Regions from separate parts of the Zea mays genome. Here region 1 is linked to region 2. A link is a contact called in public Hi-C data. All regions are on one chromosome and are shown on one strand. The core of a region is the stretch at or near the end of the contact, and the rest is flanking DNA. Distances in the headings are between cores, read along the strand shown. Region 1 holds the start of LOC100284614 (BCAS2 protein). Region 2 holds the start of LOC100283567.

The links. A called contact is a pair of places that touch in the nucleus more often than the background predicts.
Region 1: a Hi-C map of tassel shows a contact between it and region 2, with 5 times the contacts expected there. The contact joins the promoter of LOC100284614 here to the promoter of LOC100283567 in region 2. A contact is called at or near these places in 3 of 25 Hi-C or Micro-C datasets (ear, endosperm and tassel).

Annotation. Positions count from the first base shown.
Region 1 is chr3:40,108,039-40,111,165 of Zm-B73-REFERENCE-NAM-5.0, reverse strand. LOC100284614 (BCAS2 protein) reads left to right here and starts at 1,550. Exons shown (of 7, transcript NM_001317967.1): 1 at 1,550-1,950. The coding sequence starts at 1,699.
Region 2 is chr3:39,499,994-39,503,073 of Zm-B73-REFERENCE-NAM-5.0, reverse strand. It overlaps LOC100283567, which reads right to left and starts at 1,547. Exons shown (of 2, transcript NM_001371947.1): 1 at 6-1,547. The coding sequence starts at 1,370. The coding sequence ends at 6. It overlaps LOC100383468 (putative splicing factor 3A subunit 1), which reads left to right and starts at 2,074. Exons shown (of 2, transcript NM_001176116.1): 1 at 2,074-3,080. The coding sequence starts at 2,150.

The DNA.
Region 1 (3,127 bases), core at 301-2,800, 610 kb before region 2:
TCGAACGATCCTTGTGCTAGTGGGTGCTTGTGTGGGAGGTGGAGTGGGAGTGGGCGTGTGGGTGTGGGGGGGAGGGAGGGAGTTGCCATGAAATGGCTTGGGGTGGGATGAGAGGAGGCCCTTGCCCCTCTTTTTATAGCCATGGTGGGGGGATTAGGGGGAGGGATGAGAGGATTAGTGGGAGGATGAGAGGATTAGTGGGAGGATGAGAGGATTAGTGGGAGATTAGCATGGATTTGTCTTATATGAGTGTAATTAGCTTGTAGAGCTCAATGTATGACACCGGAGGCATACATATACGTGTGAGCATGAGGAAAGTTATGAAGAAAATATTTGTAGGGACTTCAAAAATGATTCTGAAGGTATTTCTCAGGAAGAAAATACTTGGAGATATATCGGTGGAATATTTGGGCAGTATTTCTGAAAGAGTTTGAGGGTGATCACCGGGGAAATATTTGTAGGATATTTTGAGGAGGATTTTAGAGACAATATAGACCACTATATTTTATTTGATGATATCAACTTGCAAACAAACATTTTAAAATGAAATTTGAAATTCATTTTGAATTTAGAGCAAGTTTGAGAAAATTCCAAGATTTGAATTTTTGGGATGCTACATGCATATATGTTTACACATTAGGTTGATAATGCCTTGTATCATATGCTTTTGGTTCACTCAGCTTTTCCAAAAGGTAGGGTTCATGTGTTGAGCACCATATGTGCCCCCTGGAGAGGTCAAATGGTCTGACTTTGTAGCTGGACATTCGGGCCGCGAATGGTCCGCTCATAGACACAGATGATCCATGGTTAGGTTAGATGAGGCGGATAAGCCCTTTTTCCGTGCGTGTTTATCCATTTAAAACCGTGGATTCTGTTGGCGAACGCGTAGGAATGAGTCTAGACATCCCTTATATTTATGAAGGTATACGATCGATTGTAGACACTAACAATCGAATCAAATCAATATATCTTCCGTTCCTTTACTTTTTGCCCTAGAAGTAGCCAGTAACGTAGTCTTATTTATCTCAATCCTCACATCTCTTTGACTCTACGTCATCTGAAGGCATCTTAGGTGGCCTGCCGACCCCAAGATAAACCCTAGTATCAGTCCTCTCTGACGGGTCCCTCCCAGTAGGCGAGGTCTAGGTGCTGTTAGCGAACGCCACGCTCCTGCGCACACGTGGATCGTCCGACTCGATGCAGCGAAACCTGCTCCTGCCGTCAGGTCGTGGACCGTCCGCACCGCCGCAGAGAGTCAAGCGAAACAAATCCCATTGATTAGCACTCAGATCTGTGCCAACAATTATATAATCAATGAGTTGAAACAAACCTGAAGTAAGTTAATGGATAGGTTTCAGTTTTAACGACAAATATACAATGGAGATATCAGATAGAAACGATGTGATGCATGGATATCTCGTTTCTAGCTTTCAACAAAAAAAGAATGTTCATTCACACCAGTTCAATGGTTCAATAGAGTGCTGACGGGTTCTCTCCCTAGAGAGAAAAAAAAAACAGTAGACACGGGCCTTTCGAACCGTGCTCAATCCAAAACGCCAAACGGCCCACGTGCGCCGCGTTTCCTCCATCTCCATCCGGCCATCCCACCTCCGCTTCCTCCTCCGCGCCGGCCTACGCGACTGCTTCCCTCTCTCTCTCGAGTCTCGACTCTCGACTGCGCCGCTACAGCCTGACGCGATGGCCTCGTCGGCGACGAGAGAGGTTCTCATGCTTGAGGCGCCTCCGCCGTCCGACCCCGCTGCGGGGCCCTGGCGCGCGGTGCCGGACGCGGAGGCCATTGACGCGCTGCCCTACATCGACGGCGACTACGGCGATGCGGCGGTGAAGCGGGAGGTCGATCGCCTCGTCGAGGAGGAGATGCGCCGAGGGAAGCGCAAGCCTGCAGACTTCCTCCGGGACCTGCCCCCTGTTCCCACCGCCGGATTCGAGGTACAGTTGCAGAGATTTCTTAGCCCCAAAGGTATATTGGGGAGTAGCTCGAACCCATTACGTTTTCTCCGCGGATGTTAGGGGCTTAGCATAAGGTTGCAGCTTCGTCGATGTTAGCAGGTGCGATCTGCGTTTAGGGTTCAAAGGAGGGTCGTGCGGGAGCTAGGGTTTGCAGTTGTAGAGGTCACAGTGAACCAAGTTAGCTGGATGGATTATAAATATATGTTTTCGTTATTTAGATTTTGTGGAGCTCTAAGGCTGAATCCAACCATTCCCCCTCTCAAATCCCCCTATTCACATTCTCTATTCATATTTAAATACCTCCCTCTTCCCTCTATTAAATTGGTTGGAGACCGCCTAAGTAAATTAACTTGGTTGGGTCAATGTATCTCTGCATTGTTTAGACTTTATAACTAATTAACTATTGCATATGAAATTGAAGTTTTAGTTGACAACCCCTTTACATTTTACCTGCGAACCATTTAGGGGGTGTTTGGTTTCTAGGGACTAATTTTTAGTCCCTACATTTTATTCCACTTTAGTTACAAAATTATCAAATATAGAAACTAAAACTCTATTTTAGTTTCTATATTTGTCAATTTATATACTAAAATGGAACAAAATGAAGGGACTAAACATTAGTCCCTAGAAACCAAACACCCCCTTAATTGGGTTGTATAATAGGTATAACATCTAACAGTCACAGTTTTGTGATCCGTTTCTGTAACAGTGCATGTTAAGCTGGGGCATCATGCTCTTGTAGTCTGTCTTTTGTTACAGTACTTTAGATGGACATCCTGCACAGATCAAGGATTTTTGTGCTAGATGTTTACTTCGGGCTCAGATAAAGGAATAATGCTCAGAAAAGGACCTGCTTATGCTTTTATTAGTTCGATGGATTGATTGATGTTTACTTCTGATGGATTTGAGGTTACACCTCATCTGGTCATGACACTGAGGTCTGAGGATCAAGCATTGACCATTTATGATGAAGTATGCATCTCTAATTGAAATTCAATATTGAAACATGACTTGGAAGTTTTTAACAGAATATTCTGTACTATTTAGTGAGCACTGTTATTAAACTTGGACCTTGTGAAGCTACTATCTTCTTTTTCATGTATTTCAATTCCATAGTCCATAGATATCTTAGATATACTTGATTTTTAACTATTGT
Region 2 (3,080 bases), core at 298-2,797:
CTTACCTAATGACCCATGTAATGTCTTCCAGGGCCTCCTGAAGAAGCACCCCCATACCCACCAGAACCACCGTAGCCACCCATATAACCACCTTGCATCCCCTGCACGCTGCTACCACCCAATGCACCAGTTGGCCCCTGCGGAGGCAACCCCGATCCATTAGCACCGACCCCCAGAATGCTATTAAAACTCAGCCCACCCCCCTGCTGGGTGGCAAGCAAAGCTGTCAAGGCCTGCCCCAGAGCAGGATCCACACCTGGGGCAGCAGAAATACCACCAGGCAATGAAGCCAATCCAGGTGCCAGAGGTGACATTGGCTGGACAATACCAACAGTTCCGGGCAGAGAATGACTAGTAGCTCCATAACCAGCAAACCCCTTGCCCCCACTTGAAGCTCCAGCACCGAAAAAACCTCCAGCTCCTCCTAATTTGTTCGGCTTTGGTCCATCAATCGCCTTCTGGCAGTGCAGCATCACTCCCTCAAAATGCTTATGTGGCTCCTCAAGAGCCTTCTTGGCACTTTCAATGGTCTTGTAGACAAAAAGAGCAAATCCCTTGGGTTTCCCAGTGACCTTGTCAAGACCAAGCGGGCCTTCCTCGATCTCACCAAACCTCGCAAAGAACTGAAGCAATTTCTGCGGATCGATATCTGCACCAACATTGCTGACAAATATCTTTCGTTGTGTATACTCTGACACTGGTGGCAACTGCAATTGAACCGGGGCTGGTGCAGCGCTGTTGGGCGCACCACCAGGGACAGGGCCAACAGAGGCGAGCTGGCAGGCGGTGCTGCGGTTACCAATCTTCTTCTGGGGCTCGCGTAGTGCAGCTCGGGCGCCGGAGCGGTGACGGAAGAGGATGAACCCGTACCCCTTGCACTTGCCCGTGTTGCGGTCGGTGACGACCTTGAGATCCTCTATCTCGCCGTATGGGCCGAAGGCCTCGGTGAGGGTGTCGGTTGTGGTGTCCCAGCCGAGGCCGTGTACGAAGATCTTCCGCTGAGCCGGGTCGGCGTCGGCCACGCGCCGGATGGTGGTTAGCACGTCGCCGTGAGCGATGGCAGCGTCGCGTAACAGCTCGACGAGCTGGTCCTTGGGGAACGAATCCAGCAGCGCCTGGATCGAAGCCTGGTCGCTCTCGCCTTCTTCTTCCTCTTCCACTTCCACTTCCTCCTCGACCTCCACCTCCTCGATTTCCTCTACATCCTCGCCGCCTGCCCCCTGCGGCAGCTTCTCCATCGTAGCCTCGACGGGGGCGAGGACCTCGGATAGACCAGCGGCCTTAGCGGTGGCAGACCTGGTGGTCGGGGAGGCCTTAACCGGCGTGAACCCTGCCGCCGATTTGGGCTCGAGCTTCCGCTTCTTGCCCATAGCAACGGCGATACGGCGTGGGAAGACGGGAATTGCGTCGTGCTAGGGTTTCGATGGAGAGGAGATTGGGGAACGAGGGGAAGACTTTTGCCGTTTCATATAGCTGAAGTAGGCAAGTAGCTAACGCGGCGTCGGACGGGCTGTCTGTGCATCATGTGACCTGGACCTGAATAATGTAAGAAAGGCCCACCAACAGAATTGGCGGTTGGTTTTTCTTCCTCTTCCAAGGCTTTCTCCAACAGTGAAAGCAAATGAAAAAAAAGTTAATTAGTTATGTGTTATTATATACTTTTTCTGGTTTTGATATCTGCCATTGAAATTTTTTAGCAACCATTAAATTTTTTATATTTGGAATACGTCATTTTATACTGATCTTACCTTCTCCAACAGGCTGCCGAGCCTGCCCATCACCCATCAGAGCACTTGCTGTCATCCCAACTATCTCTCCGTGTACACCCCAGTCATTAGTCATTACAGACCTTGCTCCTAAAAATTATTCAATAGGAACACTGAATACTGCAAGATTATGAAGTAATAGTGGATCGTTTATCTGTAAAAAAAATCACTCACAACTGCAAAAAAGCAGCCATTCACAACTGCAAAAAAAAAAACAATTACCGACAACCACAAGGCCACAACCCTCCAATCGTATATTCGTATGGCTGCCGTGACGGGGTCTGTCGTGTCTCGTAGGAGTGACGGGGTCTGTCGTGTCTCGACCCGACCTCCCTCCCTCCCTCCTTCCGTTCCGATCTAAACCCGCCGAAACCCTAATCCTCATGCCCGCCGCCATGGGCACCCCCATCCTGACCCTCCCCGCACCGGATGGCAACGGCACCGGTGGCGGCGACGCCAACCAGCAGCTGCTGCAGGCGCCGCCAAAGCCTCCCCCTCCCGGCGCGAAGACGGACCCCCCGGCGACGGTGGCCACCCACACGCGCACCATCGGCATCATCCACCCTCCGCCCGACATCCGCGTCATTATCGAGAAGACGGCTACCTTCGTCGCCAAGAACGGACCCGAGTTCGAGCGCCGCATCATCTCCCTCAACCAGGGCAACGCCAAATTCAACTTCCTCCAGCCCTCGGATCCCTACCACGCCTACTACCAGCACCGCGTTTCCGAGATAGCCGCTACGCCGCCCAGCGCGGACGGCCTCTCGGGCGCGGAGACTGACACGGCTCCCGCCGAAGCGCCAGCGTCGACCCCGGCCGACGGCGCCGCCGCCGTACCCGCAGATGGCGCCGCTGTGGACACAAAGGCCGACCACTCCGCGCCCTTCCGCGTGGTGCCGCCGCCCAAGGTGCTGGTGCCACCCAAGGCGGAGCTGTACACGGTGCGGCTGCCCGAGGGTATCACAGGGGAGGAGCTAGACATCATCAAGCTGACCGCCCAATTTGTGGCGCGGAACGGGAAGAACTTCCTGACGAGCCTGGCACAGCGCGAGAGCAACAACATGCAGTTCCACTTCATCCGGCCCACGCACAGCATGTTCCCCTTCTTTACGGAGCTCACAGATGCGTACTCCAGGGTGCTGAGGCCGGCAGAGGGGGTGCCTGCACTGCTAAAAGAGCTGAGGGAGGGGTCAAAGGACCTGACTACAGTGTTGGAGAGATGCTTGAACCGGTTGGAGTGGGATCGGTCGCAGGAGCAGGCAAGGCAGCAGGCAGAGGATGAGGTTGAGCAGGAACGGATGCAAATGTCAATGA